Regions from separate parts of the Ovis aries genome. Here region 2 is linked to region 1. The links are chromatin contacts, called in public Hi-C maps. All regions are on one chromosome and are shown on one strand. The core of a region is the stretch at or near the end of the contact, and the rest is flanking DNA. Distances in the headings are between cores, read along the strand shown. Region 1 holds the start of ZFHX2 (zinc finger homeobox 2). Region 2 holds the start of PABPN1 (poly(A) binding protein nuclear 1).

The links. A called contact is a pair of places that touch in the nucleus more often than the background predicts.
Region 2: a contact with region 1 is called in a Hi-C map of liver, with 4 times the contacts expected there. The contact joins the promoter of PABPN1 here to the promoter of ZFHX2 in region 1. A contact is called at or near these places in 2 of 16 Hi-C or Micro-C datasets (blood and liver).

Annotation. Positions count from the first base shown.
Region 1 is chr7:21,204,447-21,209,537 of ARS-UI_Ramb_v3.0, reverse strand. It overlaps ZFHX2 (zinc finger homeobox 2), which reads right to left and starts at 2,548. Exons shown (of 11, transcript XM_042252953.2): 1 at 2,139-2,548.
Region 2 is chr7:21,401,197-21,406,287 of ARS-UI_Ramb_v3.0, reverse strand. PABPN1 (poly(A) binding protein nuclear 1) reads left to right here and starts at 2,415. Exons shown (of 9, transcript XM_015096873.4): 1 at 2,415-2,685; 2 at 2,687-2,800; 3 at 3,156-3,270; 4 at 3,972-4,039; 5 at 4,519-4,625; 6 at 5,091. The coding sequence starts at 2,449.

The DNA.
Region 1 (5,091 bases), core at 1,299-3,798:
CTTCTCTTCCTTTGCATGTTCCTAACATCATGCATTTCTCTACCCTGTGCATTTATTTCTCTCCTCTTCCTTTCTGTCGCTGTTCACCTCTGAAATCTTCCATCTTCTGCCCATGTCTACCTCCTCCTCTTACCCTTCAAGCTTCTTAAGTCTGGAAAAACAATGAGGAGCTTAAAACAAGGTAAACTCTCCCACTCTTTATCCACCTTTCTCATTCTTTAGGCTGAATGAACCTGGCCCTTTGCATAAGATAGCTTCTGTCACATGGATGAAAACTGCTTCCTGAAAAAGCAAACTGAATCCAAATATGATAAGATCAAAGACCCAGGAAGAAGGCAAATTAGAAAGTAGAGAAAAAGCCACCAGGGTCTAGAATGAACCGGAGGACAAGGGGCAACCAAGCAGCGTGGAGCTCTGAGTCCCACAGAATGTCCCCTTACAAAATCAAAGTTGACAGTGAATGAAACATAATGGCTCTGACTGATGAAGGGGTGATATGCCCCTGGAAGCCCATTAACTTGATTTCTTGGCCTGTTTATGTGCCTTCACAAACCATACTCCCCAACTCTTCCAGCCCCTTTGCTCCCTGGTATCTTCTGCTGCTGCAGTTAAAATGCTGAGTGAGAGGGTAAGAAATACAAGAAACTTAGGGTGACCAAAGAGAAAAGGGAGGAAGAGGGCAGATTACAGGAACAAAGGTGAAGAATAGGCAAAGGAGATCATCAGAGATGGCGATGGGGAAAAAAGGAGGTGAAACAAAACGGGGAAATGAAAAAAATATATAATCGTAAAGTGAGGGAAGGGAGGAAAATCAAGTCAGTGATGAAGAGCTATGTGGTGGGAAGCTCCTGGAGAGGCAGGTGACACGCAGGACACCAGCGGTGAGGTCCTGATGGGGGACACAAGCACATGGCAAAGGGGACAGTTAACAATGCTAGGAAGTCCCAAAGTTCCCTGGGTGAAGACAGAAGATGAGGCCGGCCTGGCTGTGCGGAAAGGGCACTTAAATCCTTGAGGGAGATACACCTATCCCTCCACTCTTCCAGGCCCCTGACCAGTGACTACCACAATCATCAATCATGACTGATAAGCAAACTCCAAGGCAGCCTGAAAAGGCCAGAGATATCCATTCAGACCCTGAAGGAAAGGGCACGGAGTCCTAGATGGGTAAACCAGTTAGGCAGCCAAGGTGTGACACAGAGACAAGAACACACAGCGAGAGGATCGCCCGGATAGGAAGTCACATCCGGAGACAGTGACACACAGACAGACCCAGACCCAGAGATGGATGGGTGGGGAGAATGAATGAGAATGGCAAAATTCAGAGGTAGGGACACGGACAGTGATCGGCAGGGCAACAGGCGCAGCGTGGTCCAGTGCTCAACGATAGAGCTGTTCAGAGAGAGGGATAGACAAGAGCGGATGGAGAGTTGGGGACCAGGAGAGGCACACTTCACCTTGAATAGGAGCGGTGGCCTCCCCTCACCTACTAGTAGCACCTTACGAAAACCAAAAAGCAACAGACAACTCAACTTCAGGCAAAGCCTAAAAATCAAAGATTAAGGGTACCCACCTCCCCTCCCACCCTCCCACCCGTGGCGAGCTTGCCCATCCATCAGCCCGCCTGCTAGCCGCCGTTCCTCACCCATCCTGAGGCCGGCGGGGGGCCGCCGAGACTCAGGCCCCTCCGGACTGACAGCTCCGAGCCTCCATAGTCACCCGGCCTCCTCTTCCCTCCGGGACCCCAGCTCCCGGTGCTGCTCGGCGCGACCCGTCTAGCCTCTCGTTACCCTCCCTCCGTCCGGCTGGCTCCTAGTCCAGCTTCTATGCCTTTCCGTTCCCCACCTCTGCCTCCACCCCGGCATCTCTCTCTTCGCCCTCTCGCAGGCCCTCTCCTTCCCTCCCACAACCCTGTCTCTCCTTCTCCTCAGGCTCTCTGTCTGTCCGTCCGTCGGTCTGGGTCCCCTCCCCCAGTCCCTTTCGGTCCCTCTCTGTGCCCTCCAACGGCAGTCTCCGAGCGCCTCCTCTCCCCTCCGTCTCAAGCTTCCAAAGAGCAAGGAAGGGAAGAAGAGAGGGAGACGAGAGGAAAAAAAAAAAAAACCAACCAACCCAGCAGCATCGGAAATCGATGCACTTACACCTCAGCTGGAAGCAGGGACGGGAGTCGAACCGCGGCCGCCGAGCAGCGCGAGGCGGGGAGGGGAGGGGGTGGCTCTTGGAAGGGACTTCTCCGATGTGTTGATTCCTTTTTTTCCCCTCCTCCTCCCTCCCTCCAGCGCTCACTCCGGGGCGTCGGGGACGGAGATGGAAAAAATAAATAAATAAATTCACGGCGGTGAGGGAAGTGAAGGAAAATAATCAATGCTATTTGGCTGCGGCTGAAGTGTTTTCCCGGCTTCGTGAGGGGGTTTCCATTGATTCACCCTGGGCACTCGCTCGCTCCCTGCCTCCTCCTCCTCCTGCTCGCCCTCCTCCTCCTCCTCCTCCTCCTCCTCGCCCTCACTCCTCCGCCTCATTCAGTGGCTGGAACCGAGGCGTCCCACACAATGGAATAATCAATACCCAGGCGCCCGGGGCGGCCCCACTGAGCAGGTGCAGCGGCCCGCCCGTCGCGGAGTACGCCGGGAGTTGTAGTCCGGGTGCCCCCGCCCCCGCCCCCGCCCGCCCGCCCTAGAGCTTGGTGTCTGCCTGCTTCACTAGACTGTAGGCGGGACCTATGACAGGCGGACTGCGGTGCTGGCCACCTGCTTTGTGGCTCCAGGTCCAAGCCGGTGCCGCAAAGAGCATCTTAAACACTTTCCCGAGTTCTCCTCCTCTTTCTTCTGTCTACAGAAACATATATGTGTTTTGTTATTATTACTATATATATATATATATATATATATATATATATATATATATTTAAATCAGCTATAGAGCAAGCCATGGCTTCTACGAGCTTTCCAGAACCACCGGAGACCTCTCTCTCTCTCTTTTTTTTCTTACTTTAACTCCTTTCTTCTTGCCTTATTAATTCCCCTCCCTTCCAGTTGGGCACTATAGAACCTTGTCTGCCGCAGCAATTACTCTGAGTCACCGGAGCTTCTGTCTCTTTCACTCGGTCACATAGTTTCCAGAGTTGGGTGCGGGTAGGGTGGAGAGAGGGCCTGGTTTCCCATCCTTATTTTCAGTTTATCAGCTCACATAAACTCTGTTATGTTCTAATAACTGCTGAAACTTAATGAGTGCTTAGGGACAGTACCAAGCACTTTAACGTATATTAACTTATTTAATCCCCACAACTAGTCTCATTTTACAGTTAGGAAGGCCTGCATGTATGTTCAGTCCTGTCTGATTCTTAGAGACTCCATGGACTATAGCCCACCAGACTCCTCTGTCCATGGGATTTTCCAGGCAAGAATACTGGAGTGGGTTGCCATTTCCTCCTTCACGGGATCTTTCCAACCCAGGGATCGAACCTATGTCTCTTGTATCTCCTGCATCAGCAGGCAGATTCTTTACCCTGGCACCAGAAACCAGGGCACAAACAATTCACTGGCTCAAGGGCACATGGCCAGTAAGTGACCCAGCCAGGATTCAAATCCTGATGCTCAGACTCCAGAGCCCATAATAACTGCTACAGCCTACTTCTATTAATAGAAGGGAAAAAAAAATCCTAGAGTTCACAGGACAAAAGGAAGGAGAAAGAAACTAACATTTTGAATTCTAGGATGTGACAGTTTGTCACTGAATCCTCACACTTATCTGTGAGGCAGTCCACATTTTACTAAAGACAAAACAGATTTCAGGAGGTGGAGTAGCTTTCCCAACACCAAACACCAATGAAATGAAGACTGGAGTTGACTCCAGGTGTGACTGACTTTGGAGTCTAATCTTTCTTTCTCTTTAAACTGCTGCCTCTGCCCTACTGGATTTGGACCCTATAACTCAAGGAAGAGATTAAGTCTACTTTCTTTGAGCAACAAAACTTAAAAGCAAAGGACAGATGAAAAGCAGGCCAATTAAAGGAGTTAGGGGCTGGGGTCCCTCTCTTCCCTGCACACTGGTTCCTGTCATCGGGTTGGGGGGGATGCAGATAAACATTCAAAACATGCCAGGTTCAAGATACCATGTCTGTAAACCAGTGTCCTCTCCATGGTACCTCCCATGAGTCACGTGTTTCCAAAAACATGCTGGGGAAAGGATAAGTGTAAAGAACCTAGCCCTTCTCACCCATCATAGGAGGGAAGCCAGGAGTTGACAAGAACCACTGTTTCTCAGTAAGCTACCTTACCCCAAAAACCAGACATACAGTAGATGCCTCCAGGTAATCATAATCCTGGGAGGGAGTAAGGAGAAGCAGCCTTCTCAATTTTGTCTCCCAAAGCAGTCAAAGGGCCATTCTCATGTCTTCCTATATCTTAAATGAACGCAATATTTCTCCTGTTCCTGATAAAGCCTGCACAGGGGCCGCAGGAAACAGACAAACTCCTCAGTGTGGCATGTAAAGCCTTTCTCAGTCTGCTCAGCGGCACTTTCAGCTTTGTCTCTTTTCCCTTAAACACTGGCCAGGGGCTATCCAGCTTCTGGGTCTTTGCTCATGCTGTTTCTCTGTCTCCAGTCATTGAAATCCCATCATGTCTTTAGTTTTCATCCAAAATGTCATTTCCTCCTCTTACAGAAAGTCGTCGGGGGAGGGGGCTTCCCTGGTGACCTAGTAGTTAGAATTCTGGCTTTCACTGTGGGAGGCTGGTGTTCAATTCCTGGCCAGGAACTGAGATCCCTCAAGCTGCACACACAAAAACAACTCTCCCATCCACCGTTATCCTGAACATTCTTGGGGATGTTTTAACTACCCTTTAAAACTCCAGAGTCTAGAGTAACTAGACTGGTCTTAACTTTTTTCTTCCCCCAGCTCATTGCCATTGGCCTGCATTTAATGGGCCACCACAATAGTCAATAAAGTATCTGCTGGACAGGGTCTGAGTGAGTGGCTTGTATTCCAGGCCCATCTGCCAACGAAGTGAGAGGGTTGAAGGCGGAAATGGGGTCTGAGTGCCTTTTCCATCCGACTTAACTTTAGATAAGACTCCCACAGGCGTCAATCGCGGC
Region 2 (5,091 bases), core at 1,166-3,665, 200 kb before region 1:
AATGCCCAAGTTGTTTTTGTTTTTTTTTTAAACTAGGTATACATAGCTTTAATCACATTTTATATACAATTTTACATTCTACTTTTTGGCCTAACAAAAATTTTTGCAAGTTATCATAGTGTAAACCTTTTTTAAAAAAACCAGTGCATAATCTTGTGATGTAATTATAGGTTGCCTAAACATTTGTCTATTGTTGGAATTTAGTCTTTTTCCAACTTCAGCATCGTACATAATGTTCTCTTTGTATATTAAAACAGACCTTAAAGTAATTTTGATCTGAGCTTTTAAATCTGGTTTTGAATTCCCTGCTCACTTCTAATTAGTTCCATGACTTGGACAAATTACTTCATTCTTTTCTCATCCCTAAAAAAGACTATGGTTTTGTGATTTCTTACTTCATGTTGTTTTGAGAATCCAATGAGATAACATAACAAGGAGTCTAGGATGATGCCTGTTACAAAATCAAGTGTTTAACAAAATTGGATTTAAAGGCATTATTTTAAAAATCCCATTTCCCTTAATTGGCTTTCTTAAACTAGGTACCAATGAACATCCAAGTCTTGACTTGGTTAAAATCAGTAGAAAAGATTTTTCTTCCAGCCAACTCAGTCTTTTAGAGCTTGTCTTTGGTGCTAAGCTTAGTTCTCTCAGACCAGTGAAGCTGAGATGGTTCATGAGGTATTTTTCGGTGAAGTTTTAAGCAACCGTGACTGTTCCAAGTTCTCCTGTTCCTGAGGTAAGGATCTGTGTGTGGGGGCGTGGGGGGTGGCGGTGGAAACTGAGGGTGAGGGGAAGAGTGGGGTATATTGTGAAGCTCTGACTTTTTGGTTTGCTAATAGGAATCTCCTCTTATCCAAAACCCACTACCAAGCTATGCACATCCTCTCCAGGTTGTTTCAGTAACTACTTGGTTAGGCTCAGGTGAATCTGGCTTTCAAACTGTAGCTTGGTCTGGCTATAACTATCCCTCTTGCCAACTTAGCACCGCCATTCCTTCGTTTTTAATAAATGTATAGGAGCACCACTAAACTATGGCAACCCTGTCTTGCAGGGCTAGATTCATTGGTATCTCAGAGTGCAGTGGTGTGGTGGAATTCCTCTGGGGTCTGAACCAGGGTCTGAAGTCTCGGAAAGCGTGGTAAATGAAGGGTGACATCCAGATCCCTAGTCAATGTATCTTCTGGTCAACAAACATTTATCTGGACACTTATGTGCTAGGCATATTGCCCTAAGGTGGAGATGCAAATATAATTAGAGACCAGCCTTTCATCTCCAAGCTCTCACAAGCACTAGCTAGGAAAGGCTGCACTCAGAGGTAGGCCCGCTTGTGATGGGAGAGGAGGGGAGGCTAGTGAAAGGCTTTGCAGGGGAGGTGATGATGAGGTCTGCTCTGGTTGAAGAGGGACTGCATATGCAGAGGCACAGACTTGGGTACAGATACACCCACTGGAATGAAAAGCGTGGAAATAACATTCATGAAGAAATCTGGTCTGGAGTTCTCTAAGATCTAGCTAAGGAGTTTTGAGCTTTTACCTGATGTGAACTGGGGTGGTGACCCATTGGAAGCTGATCCATTAAGGGGCTGTAAATAAGCAGGAGAACAGGCTGAAACTGGGGCATGAACAGAATGCTTGGAAAGTATGCCTGTGCAGAAAGACAGCACATAGAAGACTCACGACTGGTACTGGAGTGAGGATTACTCCCTGCTTTCCGGTTTAGGGAGACCTGACAGATGGTGGATAGATAGTGGTGCCAATAACCTAGGTAGGTAAGGTAAACTCCTTTCTGGACAGCGCCGTTCAGAACCCTCTGCTGCAACATCCCGTCTACTGGTGCATTCCTGATAGAAGACCGGTTTCCAGGAACAGCCGCAGTTTCCGGCCTCTAGCTTCCAAGAGCTCACTAGCTGGCAACCAGCAGCATCAAGATGGCGGCCTCCTAAAGACTAGTCATGTGACCTCGGGTTTCCCTCGATGGGAGCCCGGCTGTGTGTTCGGGGGCAAGGTTCACCTGTCGCGAAATGGGTGTCAGCTCTTCGAATCTCGCGAGCCAATTGGCATCTGAGACTGAACCACTTCGGCGAGGCGATCGGAAGACTGTTCCTTTCCCGTCGCCTTGCCAGCGGCCAATCACCGAGCGTTATACTTCGCAGATCCTCCCTTAGGCGGGGGAGAAGCAGTAACGTCGTCACAGCTTGGCGTTATTGTTACCTAAGGACTTGAGAGGAGGTGGGACGTGTGTTGATTGACAGACCGACTTCCCCTACCGGGATTTGAGAATTTGGCGCAATTCCCCGCCTTAGGGGGTGGGGTCTTATTTGATTGCCAAGTAATATCCCCCAATGGAGCCCTAGCTCGTGGTGACGGGCAGGCTGTTTGACTAATGAATCCTCGGCGAAGCCGGCGCAGCTCTCCAATCGCTGGGCGGCGGGCCCCAGTCTGAGCGGCGATGGCGGCGGCGGCGGCGGCGGCAGCAGCAGCGGGGGCTGCGGGCGGTCGGGGCTCCGGGCCGGGGCGGCGGCGCCATCTTGTGCCCGGGGCCGGTGGGGAGGCCGGGGAGGGGGCCCCGGGGGGCGCTGGGGACTACGGGAACGGCTTGGAGTCTGAGGAACTGGAGCCTGAGGAGCTGCTGCTGGAGCCCGAGCCGGAGCCCGAGCCCGAAGAGGAGCCGCCCCGGCCCCGCGCCCCCCCCGGGAGCTCCGGGCCCTGGGCCTGGCTCGGGAGCCCCCGGCAACCAGGAGGAGGAGGAGGAGCCGGGACTGGTCGAGGGTGACCCGGGGGACGGCGCCATTGAGGACCCGGTGAGGGAAAGAGGGCGAGCGAGGAGGCCGGCGACCGGCCGGGTCACGGGCGGCACAGAGATCGGGCGAGCGGGAGGCGGGAGGGGGGGGGGGGGGGGGGGGAATAACGTGGCTGGGGCCGGGCCGGGGACGCAGCCTCGACCGCCAGAAGGGGCCCAGCCGGGTTGACTCCGGCGTCATGGGTGCCTAGTGTTGTACTAGAGAAGGTAGCTTTCTTTTCTTTTCTTCACGACCCTCGCATGGGGCGAAGGAAATGGCCGAGCATGGCTGGGGCCGCGCGCGGATCGAGAGCAGGGCAGAGCCCCTGCGTTGGTTCCTCTTAAGCTCTTCTCCATACCCTCCCCACTCATTGTAGGAGCTGGAAGCGATCAAAGCTCGAGTTAGGGAGATGGAGGAAGAAGCTGAGAAGCTAAAGGAGCTACAGAACGAGGTAGAGAAGCAGATGAATATGAGTCCACCTCCGGGCAATGGTGAGTAACTGGCGGTTGCACGCGGAGCCCAGGTCCTAGGATGGGAAGGGTTATGAGAGTACGGTTTATATGGAATTAGATAATCGGAACCTTGGAGCTGCTCGTCTGAGCAATTACTGGGCAGTTGCCGTGGTCATAGTCCATTGTGCGTTTCTCTGACCTTTGTGAGACAAGGCCTGTGTTTTCGTGATGGTAGTCTTGTGCCTCCCTTTGTCCTTGTTACAAATGTGTTGCTCTTTGTTCTTAGTCTTCCTCTACTCTTTGTGGAGGTTGCCAGCTGGTGTTTGACCTTCAAGTCTAATAGTTTTTCGTTCAGTCGAAGACCCTTTAGTTAGGAGTTCTAAGACAAAATGCCCAGCTGCAGGGGGCTTCTCTAATCTCAAAATGTCCAGTCTCAGCCCACTTAATTTTGTTCATTTTTCAAATCATTTCAACCAAGGGTACAATAGGGACTTGATTTGGGAGCAGGAGGGGATTCATCTACTGTTTTCTTTGAATTTTAAGAATGTATTCATCTGTTCAATAACTTGTCAAATATTTAGTAAGCACCTACTGTGTGCTAGACTTTTCTAGGTAATGGGTACAGCAGGGAACTGAACAAAATCTTTGCCTTTACTAATGGTGGTGGTGGTGGTGGTAGTGGTGCATATATTGCCCAAGTAGAAAACAAGGGTGGTTTTCTGATTATTTTTTCTTCAAAGCTGGCCCAGTGATCATGTCCATTGAGGAGAAGATGGAGGCTGATGCCCGTTCCATCTATGTTGGCAATGTATGTATGAGGGCCTTGATTGGGGTTGGGGGAGCTCTTAGTTTGGGAGATTATTTAGTAGGAGTCTTGATGGAAACTCTTTCCAGGATAGGTGGTGGATTTAAGGAGTGGAGGGAAGGTTAGAATGAGGTGAGAGTTAATGGTGATTAGCAGAGGCTCTGGGGTTGGAAGGAGAAGAGTTCCTTAGAGAACTAGATTTGATGTGCTTTGGTGTATACTGGGGGCTTCCCAAGTGGCACTAGTGATAAAGAGTCCTCCTGCCGCCTCAAAAGATGTGGGTTCTATCCCTGGGTTGGGAAGATCTCCTGGAGAAGGAAATGTCAAGCCACTCCAGAATTCTTGGCTAGAGAGTCTCAGGGACAGAGGAGTCTGGCGTGGTACTGTCCATGGGGTCGCAAAGATGGCTCAGCCCAAAGGCTTGGCAGGGTGTTTGTTGAGATGGGAGTTTGCCTATTGCCTGTGAAATGTACCCCCAACAGGTGGACTATGGTGCAACAGCAGAAGAGCTAGAAGCACACTTCCATGGCTGTGGTTCAGTCAACCGCGTTACTATACTCTGTGACAAATTTAGTGGCCATCCCAAAGGGTAAGTGTGGGGAAGCTGAGGTCTTTTTAATCACAGTTAAAAAGTAGGTAAATTATGCTTTATATTGAGCAGTAAGTTAACTGTATGTTAAAGTAAGTAGTCTTCATCTTTTAAGATACGGCGTTAGTGTTATGTATCAGGGATTATACTTAAAATTGCTTTCAGAGGCCCAAGAGGTAACAAAGATGAGGGCTGGGTGTGGGTGGGATCATGAACTAGAATGGAGGGGTGGCTTCTGCTTGGCTTCACCTTCTTCCACCCTCTGGAAATCCAGGGCCCTCTGTATCCTATTTTATAATTTTCCAGGAGTAGGTACAAATTATGATTAAAGAATTCCATTAAGAATTGTTTTGGACAAGTAGTTAAAAATATGAACACATTGTACTCAAAGCATGCCTGCAAATTGGATTTTACCTATGAGCTCCTGTTTTTGACCTCAGATAAAGTGACAATTACTCTTTTCAGG